Regions from separate parts of the Mus musculus genome. Here regions 2, 3 and 4 are each linked to region 1. The links are chromatin contacts, called in public HiChIP or PLAC-seq and promoter capture Hi-C maps. All regions are on one chromosome and are shown on one strand. The core of a region is the stretch at or near the end of the contact, and the rest is flanking DNA. Distances in the headings are between cores, read along the strand shown. Region 1 holds the start of Atp6v1f (ATPase, H+ transporting, lysosomal V1 subunit F). Region 2 has its middle 30 kb from the start of Tnpo3. Region 3 has its middle 10 kb from the start of Fam71f1. Region 4 holds the start of Hilpda (hypoxia inducible lipid droplet associated).

Evidence for each region. Promoter capture Hi-C pulls out the DNA fragments that hold promoters and counts their contacts. HiChIP or PLAC-seq counts read pairs in DNA pulled down with a chosen protein or histone mark. Capture Hi-C pulls out chosen DNA fragments and counts their contacts.
Region 2: a contact with region 1 is called in a promoter capture Hi-C map of embryonic stem cells, with 2.8 times the contacts expected there. The contact joins the enhancer-like site here to the promoter of Atp6v1f in region 1. A contact is called at or near these places in 4 of 39 promoter capture datasets (HPC-7-derived erythroid cells, embryonic stem cells and neutrophils), 3 of 15 datasets of contacts at CTCF or cohesin (the NIH/3T3 cell line, large pre-B cells and pro-B cells), 7 of 484 Hi-C or Micro-C datasets (CD8 T cells, MC3T3-E1-derived osteoblasts, bone marrow-derived macrophages and 4 more), 3 of 115 datasets of contacts at active chromatin or transcription factors (the 230-238 cell line, embryonic stem cells and large pre-B cells) and 1 of 9 other capture datasets (liver).
Region 3: a contact with region 1 is called in an H3K27ac HiChIP or PLAC-seq map of embryonic stem cells, with 7 read pairs. The contact joins the enhancer-like site here to the promoter of Atp6v1f in region 1. A contact is called at or near these places in 3 of 39 promoter capture datasets (HPC-7-derived erythroid cells, embryonic stem cells and maxillary cranial neural crest), 2 of 115 datasets of contacts at active chromatin or transcription factors (embryonic stem cells and pancreatic cancer cells) and 1 of 9 other capture datasets (adipose tissue).
Region 4: a promoter capture Hi-C map of adipose tissue shows a contact between it and region 1. The contact joins the promoter of Hilpda here to the promoter of Atp6v1f in region 1. A contact is called at or near these places in 2 of 39 promoter capture datasets (neural stem cells and pre-B cells), 1 of 484 Hi-C or Micro-C datasets (rod photoreceptor), 2 of 115 datasets of contacts at active chromatin or transcription factors (memory CD8 T cells and pancreatic cancer cells) and 2 of 9 other capture datasets (adipose tissue and liver).

Annotation. Positions count from the first base shown.
Region 1 is chr6:29,466,477-29,469,176 of GRCm38.p6, forward strand. It overlaps Atp6v1f (ATPase, H+ transporting, lysosomal V1 subunit F), which reads left to right and starts at 1,307. Exons shown (of 2, transcript NM_025381.2): 1 at 1,307-1,498. The coding sequence starts at 1,341.
Region 2 is chr6:29,638,392-29,641,091 of GRCm38.p6, forward strand. No RefSeq gene overlaps it. Among named protein-coding and RNA genes, the nearest start is that of Tnpo3, 30 kb to the left of the region's middle. Within about 2 kb of position 1,415, at least 16 of the 459 cell types and tissues checked have an H3K27ac peak or open chromatin away from gene starts, as enhancers often do. A contact at or near this core is called in embryonic stem cells, where this site is marked.
Region 3 is chr6:29,307,313-29,310,012 of GRCm38.p6, forward strand. No RefSeq gene overlaps it. Among named protein-coding and RNA genes, the nearest start is that of Fam71f1, 10 kb to the right of the region's middle. Within about 2 kb of position 1,274, at least 27 of the 459 cell types and tissues checked have an H3K27ac peak or open chromatin away from gene starts, as enhancers often do. A contact at or near this core is called in embryonic stem cells and pancreatic cancer cells, where this site is marked.
Region 4 is chr6:29,271,239-29,273,938 of GRCm38.p6, forward strand. Hilpda (hypoxia inducible lipid droplet associated) reads left to right here and starts at 1,388. Exons shown (of 2, transcript NM_023516.5): 1 at 1,388-1,572.

The sequences.
Region 1 (2,700 bases), core at 57-2,556:
TGGCCTTGAGCTTGTGCCAATCTTCTTGCTTCAAACCTCCTAAGTGCTAGGATTGTTTCTATGCAATTATCTAAATTTAGGAACTAACATGAGGCCTTGCTTGGTTTCTACAGCACTACATAGTGTCATCATTCATTTGCCTATTTCTTTGGTAATTTAATATATATTCAGTAATTGTTAGCCATGTCATAGTTAGCATGCATGTGTACATCATACCGATTCAGACCTTGACCTTCCAGCTAGGAAATACCTGTTCTTGGACAGTTATGGTAGCCTATGTCTGTAATCCCAGACTGAGGCAAGAGTTGAAACAAACAAATGGACAGGAAATAGTGGTGCATTTCTGTAGTCCCAGCATTCAGGAGGATGATGCAGTAGGACCACTGGCTGCAAGTTCAAGGCCAACCTAGTCTACATTCTGAGTTCCAGGCCAGAAAAGGCTACATATAGCAGGTTTCAAAAAACAAACTACCAAATAAAACCAAAAAAAGGGGGTAGGTAGTTTGGCCTAATCCTAATATTTGGATAAATCTTTTTATAAGATTTATTTATTTCATATATGTGGGTACACTGACACTGTCTTCAGATGGTTGTGAGCCACCATGTGGTTGCTGGGAATTGACCTCAGGACCTCTAGTAGAGCAGTCAGTGCTCTTAACCACCTAGCCATCTTCCAGCCCTGAGACCTATCTTTAAAAAAAAAAAAGCACTGGGTTGACCAGATGAACCTCAAGGTGACTCTCATAGGGTGTATTATGACCTCACAAACTTGTGGCCTGCTCCACTGCCACACTACACCTGCCTCCGAAATCACAAATGTAACAACAAAAAGATGTTTTTTTTTTTTAAGTCAAACAAATCAAGCACACACTGTTCTGTTTTGTGTAATGGCGCAGGCCTATAATACCAGCATTCGGAAAGTAGAAGCAATAGGATCTATCCTCTTCTACACTGCAAGTTCAAGTCCGGCCTGAGATAGGTAACCATCTGTCTCAAAAAAGCCAAAACCAAACTAACGTACACTGAAAAGAAAGAAAAAAAAAGTATGTCCCCTAAAGTCTCGGTCTCTAATAACACTAGGTTCAAAAGGCATTTCTTCCAAGAGAGAAGAAATTAAGGACAGAATGCCAGAGAGAGGCCTGTGACGCTCAGCCTTCTGGGAGACGTAGTTCTGTGGTTTGTGTTTCTGGCCTCTATGGCGCAAGAGTACGCAGATTAAGCGGAGTTCCTGCTAAATGCGCATGCCCGGGAGGCGGGGAACTGCGCATGACTGAAGGGCGGGGTCTCTGCGGGGGCGGGGCATCACAGGTGTTTGGGAAGCGCTCTGCCCGGCGGACAGGATGGCGGGCAGAGGTAAGCTAATCGCGGTGATTGGAGACGAGGACACGGTGACTGGTTTCCTGTTGGGCGGCATAGGGGAGCTAAACAAGAACCGCCACCCTAATTTCCTGGTAGTGGAGAAGGATACCACCATCAATGAGATCGAAGACACTTTCAGGTACGGTAGCCTGTTAGGCCTAAATGGGTCCTTCCGCTTGCTACAAGCACGGGGAGAATTGGTGGCCTGATAACCTGGGTGTCACGTGGTGATGGGGACCGGGATGGTCCCGGAAGTCGTCTGTCCACCCTGAGCAGGGGCCTCCGCCATCTAAGTTCCCTTTTGGGGCTCAGTGGGGTCCGGCCTACCGCAGGTCCACGAACTTTCCCCATCACATGATTGTGTGTCAGTTTAGGAGGGGAGTGGAGCTTATGGTCTGCACCAGCTGTAATTGGACGCCTGGAGCCTCTTGCCAGTGCTGACCGGCTTGTTCAGCCCTCTTCCGGGGTCTCTGTAGCGTATTCTCTGAACCTTAGTCTTTTCGACTAAGAAAACTAACCACCTCCAGCGTAGGTCCGGACAGTGGGCGCGTGTGTGTGTGTGTGTGTGTGTGTGTGTGTGTGTGTATACGCTTCATTTATCTTAGAGGCTTACAATTGTCCTGTAAGGTACTGGTTATTCCCAGTTACTAGTGAGAAAAATAAAGGACAATTGGTTAGGGCACAGGCACATTAGCCATAGGAGGCAGAACCCAGGTCAACTCTTTCTTTTTAATTACGGCGTTTGTGTGTGTCCGTGGGTAGGTGTGCACACATGGAGGTCAGAAGACAACTTGTGGAGTCAGTTTTCTTTCCATGGGCTTTGAGGATTGAACTCAAGTAACAGGGCTTGGATAACAAGCAGCTTTACCTGTGTCTTCTAAGTTACTACCCACTCTGTTTATTCAGCTCCCTGCAGTCTGCCATGGGGCTTCCATTTGTCTTGCGCACAATAAGCAAAACATCTGGGAAGTATGGCCTTCCCCAAAGACTTTGTACTTCAGATCTTCACATCATACCCTGGGTCGTAGTTTTTAAAACTGGGTGCAGGCATTCCTTTTAAGCCAGAAAGTGCACTGTTGACTAGAATTGAGGGTGCCAACTCTCTATTTTTTTTCCTCATTCCTTTTCTAGAATTACTATGCCAAATCTCAGGAATAAACTGCCCTCACCTGTTTCCCCTAAATAGCCCAGTCCAGGGATGCTGGCTGAGACTAGTTCCCACAGCCTGGAGCGTGGCAGGCTCTGACCTGGGAGACTGATCTCTTAGCAAACCAGTAAAGTGACCTCCATTGCCACTGGAGGACAGATCTTACTTCCAAGGATTTACCATGTTTCCAACAG
Region 2 (2,700 bases), core at 165-2,664, 170 kb after region 1:
ATGACAGCTCCCAGTAAAGACCATGAGTTGAACCCAGCAGTGGTGGTGCATGTCTGGAATCCCAGCACTCAGGAGGCATAAGCAAGCGGATCTCTGTGAGTTAGAGGCCAACCTGCTCCAGAGTGAGATCCAGGACAGCCAGGGCTACTGTTTCAAACAACAACAACAACAACCACACACACACACAGAATGGAGGTTTCCATAGCAGAACGACATGTATGAATATAATAAAGACATGTGTGAACTTGTGTAGGAAGAGTTCCACTAAATCTTAACTGATATTCATCTTATCTTTTCAGTTTTTTTAATTGGATATTTTCTTTCTTTCTTTTTTTAAGCTTTATTTACTTATTATATATAAGTACCCTGTAGCTGTCTTCAGACACCCCAGAAGAGGGAGTCAGATCTCCTTAAGGATGGTTGTGAACCACCATGTGATCGCTGGGATTTGAACTCAGGACCTTTGGAAGAGCAGTCAGTGCTCTTAACTGCTGAGTCATCTCTCCAGCCCCTGGCTATTTTCTTTATTTACATTTCAAGTGTTATCCCCTTTCCTGGTCACTCCCACCCCCACCCCTGACACCCCCTATCCCATCCTCCCTCCCCCTGCTTCAATGAGAGTGTTCCTCCACCCATCCACTCCCACTTCCCCACCCTCATTTCCCCTACACTGGGGCATCTATCGAACCTCTATAGGGCCAAGGACCGTAGGGCAGAGGGAGTGGGGGAATAAAGGGAGTGGGAGAAAACCCGCATCCTGCCACCTCTGGGCGGGTGGATGTGGAAGACAGCGGCATGCTTCCTACTCGGCCCAGGTAGGTGATTGGCTGTAGGAAGCCGCGGAATCTCAGCTCGCCAGTGGTGGGGGGTGGACAAGGGGCAGTCTTAGGTAACAAGTTCTTAGTCTCGGGCATCCCAGACACCGCTGGACACTGCAGAAGACCTGAGAACAAAATGGGGGCCCCAGGGTCAGCTTGGTCATCCGCGGGGGAAGGGGGGGGGCGAAGGGAGGAGAGGTCAGGGAGAGAGTGGGCAGTGGGTGGTTCCCACGCCGGCAAGAATCCTTGGTCGTGTCTGTGGCTGGAGTGCAGGAAGGCCTTATGGCAGGAGGTTAGAGACGTGGTTGGGGGAAATCCTATCCCATCGTTCAAGCATGGCAGGCTTTGACTTGACGAGCAGAGACAGTCTATGGTTTTAGAGCTTTATTGTAGAAAGGCAAAGATAAAGAGAGAAGGTAGAAAGAGGGCCTTGTGGAGGGGAAGGGGAGGGAGAGGGAGAAGGAGAGCTAGAGATAAGAGTAAGAAAGGTGAGAGCTTAAAAGGAGGAGGGGCCAAGCAGCCCCTATTATAGTGGGCTGGGCTATCCTGCTGTTGTGAGGTAACTGTGGGGAGGAGACTACCTGGCTATAGTCAGGTAACTGTCGGGGTGGAGTCTAGACAGAATGCCAGGAGCTTGGGGCTTTATCTGTGTGATGGATAGTCATACACCTCTCCTGCAGGGGGCTGTGGGGGTGGTAACTTCGACAGGTGCCAGGGGTTCAGGAGACATGATTGAACACCTGTTCCATGTAGGTGGAGATCCCCAGGGTTCCAGACCTTTGCTCGACCAGACCAGGCTGTCTGTGCACAGCCCACTGCCCCACAAAGGACCTCTCCTCCCACTAATGCATGACAAGGCCATCCTCTGTAATATATGCAGCTGGAGCCACGTGTACTCTTTTGTTGATGGATTAGTCCCTGAGAGCTCTTGGGGGACTGGTTGGTTGCTATTGTTGTTCTTCCTGTGGGGTTGCAAACCCCTTCAACTCCTTCAGTTCTTTCTCTAGCTCCTCTATTGGGTACCGCTCGCTCAGTCCAATGGTTGGCTGCATCAGCCTCTCCGTATATATCAGGTACTGGCAGAGCCTCTCAGGAGACAGCTATATCAGGCTCCTGTCAGCATGTACTTCTTAGCATTCACAATAGTATCAGCATTTATTGACTGTATATGGGATGGATCCCCAGGTGGAGCAGTCTCTGGATGGCCTTTCCTTCAGTCTCTGCTCCACACTTTGTCTCCATATTTGCTCCCGTGAGTATTTTGTTCTCCTTCTAAGAAGGACTGAAGCACCCACACTTTGGTCATCCTTCTTCTTGAGCTTCATGTGGTCTGTATCTTTTCAGGTTTTTTGTTTTTTTATGTATTTATTTTTTGGTTTTTTGAGACAGTATAGCCCTGGCTGTCCTGGAACTCACTCTATAGACCAGGCTGGCCTTAAACTCAGAAATCTGCCTGCCTCTGCCTCCCAAGCACTGGGATTAAAGGCGTGTGCCACCACTGCCCCAGCATCTTTTTAGTTTTAAATGCAGAAAAACAACAAGGGCCTGGAGAGAGAGACAGCTTGCTGGCTAAGCACACCAGCTAGTTAACAAGCTGTACCACCAGCCCAGCTGGTGTCCACTGCTCTATTCTGGCCTCCATGAGCACTGAATGCCTATGGTGCACAAATAGATGCAGGCAAAACACCCATACACAGAAAAGAACAAATTTTAATTAAAATAATTCAACTGATCCAGATGGTGGTGGCACATGCCTTTAATTCCCAACACTTGGAAGGCAGAAGCAGGTGGATCTCTATGAGTTTGAGGCCAGCTTCGTCTACAAAATTAGTTCCAGGACAGCCAGGGTTACACAGTGGAACTCTGTCTCAGGGAAAAAAAA
Region 3 (2,700 bases), core at 24-2,523, 160 kb before region 1:
AAAGGATGTGTTGTATCCCACAAAGAGTGAGTTTCACTGTATATAAAGGGAAGAAAAAAAAAAGTCTGTCTTACCTGGATTGTGAGGTAAGCCAGGGTGTGACTTTTGACAAATGAATGACATCAAGGAAAGTGGAGAAGAAGAAAGCCAACCCGAGTGACTTTGGGAAACAGTGTACTGACTGGGTAGCTACCAAAAGAAGTATCTGGAAACTTTGTGCTTTAGTTGATAATTTGTTTCTTATGGGGTATGAGTAAGCAATTCTGGGACTCCTTTATATCAGAGTTCAACAATGTTCATAGATTGCGGAGAACTCCCATGTTGGAGAAAGAAGGGACATCTCTCTACACAGAATCAGCTGTCTTGATTTCTGTCTTCTTTCGCTTCATGTGTTGCTCAAATCAACAACCATGTTCCTGTTTGTTTCCGAATGGGATTCACTGTGGATGAAACAGTCTATTAGCTCATCTGTCCAAAGACATCTGGGCTGTTTCCAGTTTGGGTGATAAGTTGCTATGAACACTTCCATTCATAAATATTCATAGCAGTTTGTAACATTTTAAAGTCTACGTTTAATGATGGTTCTTAAACACTTTAACCTCCCTTATAGCCCAGCACCCACCAGAGGTAGTGGAAAACAAAAGGATATGGGGAAAGCGGTCCTGTTTAGAAAGGTTCTTTGGAGCAACTCCTGTCTGTGTTGTCAGGAAATGAGTAGTTTAGTTCACAGGTTAGCAGTGGCAGTTCGATTCACTCGTAAACATTTCATGGATTCACCAGCAGTTCAGTTTGGTAAAGTTGGGATAGCAAACACAAATTGCAGTGGTGACACTACACAGCAGAGATGGCCAGGCCTCAGCCTCCTTACTGCCACACCCACTCCAGTAGTGACTCTCATGACAGGCCCAAAAGCCTGGACGTAGTCCTGAGGTGAAAATTTCATGGAAACTTAGTCTCCTGGAACCGTGGCATCCTGTAAAATGAACGCTCCAAATCTGTCCTTGCCTTAGTCGGTGAACGGATCTGTGTGCTTTCCCTCAGTATTGTTTTATTATAAGTGACTTTAAGGATTGATTTTGACATATAGCTAAGTTAGATTAGCCTCCACCAGTGTTCCAATGTCCTAGGTAGTCCTTGAGCCAACCCTGGGCTTGGAATTCAGTAAGAATGTTACCTATTCAGTAACATTCAGAATTGCTTCTAGTACTGTAAGGGAGACAGTGAAAGAAATCAGGCATTACGATTCACTAGAATAGAGCTAATAATCTCAGGACTAGTCTACATAATACTTAGAACAATAGATAGCTGAGTCACTCCCATACACAGGAATTTACAATGGCCTAGGAAGAAGGTGGGTTGTGGTTTTAGGAGGAACTGAAGTATTATTCATGAAAGGGTCAGTAGAACGGAATTCCCCTGGTGCATGTTTTTCACTAGGCCCAGAGGAATATCGTATACTAAGGGACCCCTAGTGATGGGTTTAACAGTAGACTAGCATTGCATCAGACGAATCACCTGGCTCCTGTGTTTAGCTGATTTTTTTTTTTCCTCGAGACAGGGTTTCTCTGTGTAGTCCTGGCTGTCCTGGAACTCACTCTGTAGACCAGGCTGGCCTCAAACTCAGAAATCCGCCTGCCTCTGCCTCCCAAGTGCTGGGATTAAAGGCGTGTTTAGCTGATCTTAAGGGCTGTTCCTATCTCAGTTGTAAACACTGCCTGGCTCCCCCCTCCCCCAGCTTTTTATGTATGCATTTTCTTTGTTTTGTGTAAAGTACCATAATGCATCTCAATGTACCTAGGCAGATGTATTCACCTACCTTTCTGGTTTTTCTTCTGTATTATAAGACTGATGCTCACTTTGAAATTACATTCAGATACAGCACACTCCCTTGTGTCCGTATTTGTTTGTCACTTTTTGCTGACTCCTGCCCACCTGTACCACTCCCTCGAATTGAGGGGGGGGCCCGACTGAGGGCAGTTCGCGGCATGTACTAGTCAGCCGGAGGGACCAAGGTCAACGGGAACTCCAGGAGAAGTTCTCTGCTGTGCCTCAGCCGTTAGTTCTATAAGCAAGCTTAGCTCAGCCTCCGTCACTGTCGACTGAGTCTTTTTTATATTCCCTTCAAACATCACGTGTCCTCCACTTGTCTTACCTCAGCACGTGTCTTGTCTCAGCTGACAGCACTCTGCCAATCAGCCTAAGTTCACAGAAGCAGCAAGAAATTGTAGCACACTACCAGAAACTTTTTGGTGTGTTTCTTTTTATGGAATCCCGAAAAATGCAGCTCAACTACGCAATGTAAGGCGAACCAATAATACATGTGTGTCGTTAGTGAAGGATCCTTTATCTCGTGTCCTTTCCCATGCTTGCTTTAGCAGAACATCCTCTCTCCTGTGTCTGCTTCAGCCAAATGTTCTTTTATGAGTCTGTCAGAGCCTTTCACCTGTGTCCACTTCAGCTAAATGTTCCTTCACATGTTTGCCCCAGCAAAACACCATCCAGCTGACTTTCCAAGAACCCTTACGTTTCCACTTCAGAAGCTGTTTTTTTCACATTCCCACTCTCACCCTGCCCCAGATGCCACCAGCTTGGAGCCATGTTTTGATTTTTCCTCGGCTTCCACATTTTCAACAGGGTTAGACGGCCTAAGCCTTACATTACCCATGGCCCTGTCTGATGTTTCTTCAGGATGAGTCCTCG
Region 4 (2,700 bases), core at 138-2,637, 200 kb before region 1:
TGAGAACGCACACCAACCCCCCCCCTCCTTGTAGTAACTATCGTGTTCACTTAGACCTGCCCCTAATTCTTGAGGGCTTTCCCCACTTGAGGGCTTGTCCCAGGAATCTTTTCTGAGATTCCCCCTTTGGGTCAGCACCTCTCCTTTGCGTTGGTTGGAGCCGGCAGGTGACTGGTAAGGCAGGTCAGTTTCCAGGTATGAAATCTAGACCATGACCTCCTCCCTCTCTAGTTCAAGCAAAAGGCAACTTTAAAAGAAAATAGCTTATTTTTAAAGAAAAAAAAATAATCTAAAATCCAATGCCCTCCCGGGGTACCGGAGCCACTGAAGGCAAGGCGATCCGTCCAAACGCCGTAAAAAGCCGAGACCAAAGCCAGGACAAATATTTTACTTTCATTCGGGAGGGCTCGAGAACAGTCGCAGGTACACTACAAGAACCTGACTCAAAAAACAAAGGAAGGAAGGGAGGGAGGGAGGGAGGGAGGGAGGGGGAGAGAGAGAGAGAGAGAGAGAGAGAGAGAGAGAGAGAGAGAGAGAGAGAGAGAGAGAGAGAGAGAGAGAAGAGAAGAGAAGAGGAGAAAAGGAAGAGAAGAGAGGAGAGGAGAGGAGAGGAGAGGAGAGGAGAGGAGAGGAGAGGAGAGGAGAGGAGAGGAGAGGAGAGGAGAGGAGAGGAGAGGAGAAAAGGAAGAGAAGAGAGGAGAGGAGAGGAGAGGAGAGGAGAAAAGGAAGAGGAGAGGAGAGGAGAGGAGAGGAGAGGAGAGGAGAGGAGAAGAGAAGAGAAGAGAAGAGAAGAGAAGAGAAGAGAAGAGAAGAGAAGAGAAGAGAAGAGAAGAGAAGAGAAGAGAAGAGAAGAGAAGAGAAGAGAAGAGAAGAGAAGAAAAGAAAAGAAGGGCTGGTGAGATGGCTCAGTGGGTAAGAGCACCCGACTGCTCTTCCGAAGGTCCAGAGTTCAAATCCCAGCAACCACATGGTGGCTCACAACCATCCGTAACAAGATCTGACTCCCTCTTCTGGTGTGTCTGAAGACAGCTACAGTGTACTTACATATAATAATAAATAAATCTTTAAAAAAAAAAAAAAAAGAAAAGAAAAGGAGGGCGGAAGGAAGGAACTCCTGCGGGGCCTTCCCACACTGCCCGGGCGTCACTTCAAGTACTGCATCCAGCAATGGGGGAGGGGGTAAAGGCGCCTTTTGGCTCCTGATCTTCTAGAAGGCGGCCGGTGAGGCTGAACCTCATGCTGTTCACTCTGGACTGCAGTGAATCAACCGCGAGCCGCGTGCTTTCCGTGACTCCCCGAGAACTCTGCGGCGACGCTGCTGACGCAGGGCTGGATGGCCAGCGGACGTGCCCCAGGGCGAGCTCGTGCAGGTTCGGTACGCGTGCGCAGTCTCCGAGGAGCCTCGCCCAGAAGGGGCGGGGCTTTGGGAGGTCCGTTTGTCTTTGGGGCTTATTTCTATCCAGAGCAGTGCCTGCGTGGAGCTTCCACGTTGCGACTCAGCCGACCTTCTTCCTTACTCCTGCACGACCTGGTGTGACTGTGAGCAGCCGTCTCTCAACTTTTCCTTCTGAGGTAACTGGCCCAGGACCCCCCAGGCCGGAGGCCGAGACATGGATCCCTTGTCCCATCGGTCGGGCTACTTGCGTTCGAGTCAGGGCTTTGCCTCCACCGGCTCTCTCTGCGTCGCCCAATCTATGAACTCCATGGGCCACCTTTGTTTGCCCACCAGGTTTCACCAAAGTACCTTAGCCTTCCCTTCCTGTCACCGCTTTAGAGTGTTGTGTAGTAACTGCCCCTTTGAAGGCTGAGTTCTTGTCTGTAGGACGACCATGTGGCCCAGAGTACCTTTCAGAGTGCCTGAGCTATTTAAAAGCATTCAAAGATGTTTGGATAAATTAACTAGATTTGACTCTTTGCTATTTTCTGTTTGCTACTTTTTGTTTTGTGGTACTCCGAATTGAACCTAGAATCTTGTATGTGCTAGATACAGCTTATACCACTCACTGGGGTGCATTACCTACCAGCCCCTTATGTTTACTTTTGAGACAAGGCTTCACTAAATCTTCCAAATTAGCTTTGCATTCTCTATAGCTCGGGCAAACCTTAAACATGCATTCCTTCTGCCTCAGCCTCCTTCATAGCTGGGATTACAGGCTTTTGTCACCCTTATCGTTTATATTGACGATATTATATTCAAGAAGTTTATAAATCCCCTGGAGGTGGTGGTGGCGGCGCGGCGGTGGCGGCCCGCGGAGGCCCGCGGACACCTTTAATCGCAGCCCTTAAGAGGTAGAAGCATGGAGGATCTCCGTGAGTTCGAGGCCAGCCGTACAGAGCTAGTTCTAGGACAGCCTGAGCTACACAAAGAAACCATGTCTCTGGAGGCAAAAAAGTTTGTAATCAACTTGGATGTATGATACAGGAGAAACTTAGACAGGTTGTTTGCTCTAGGACATATCCCTATTTCTTATTCTTGGGGCACTATGCTAGGGTGGGCAAGCACTCTATATACCACTGAGTTATATTTCAGCTCACTTTTTTTTTTTTTTCGAGGCAGGGTTTCTCTATGTAGCCCTGGCTGTCCTGGAACGCACTCTGTAGACCAGACTAGCCTCTAACTCAGAAATCCTCCTGCCTCTGCCTCCCAAGTGCTGGGATTAAAGGCGTGCACCACCATTGCCCTGCTCCACATTTTACTTT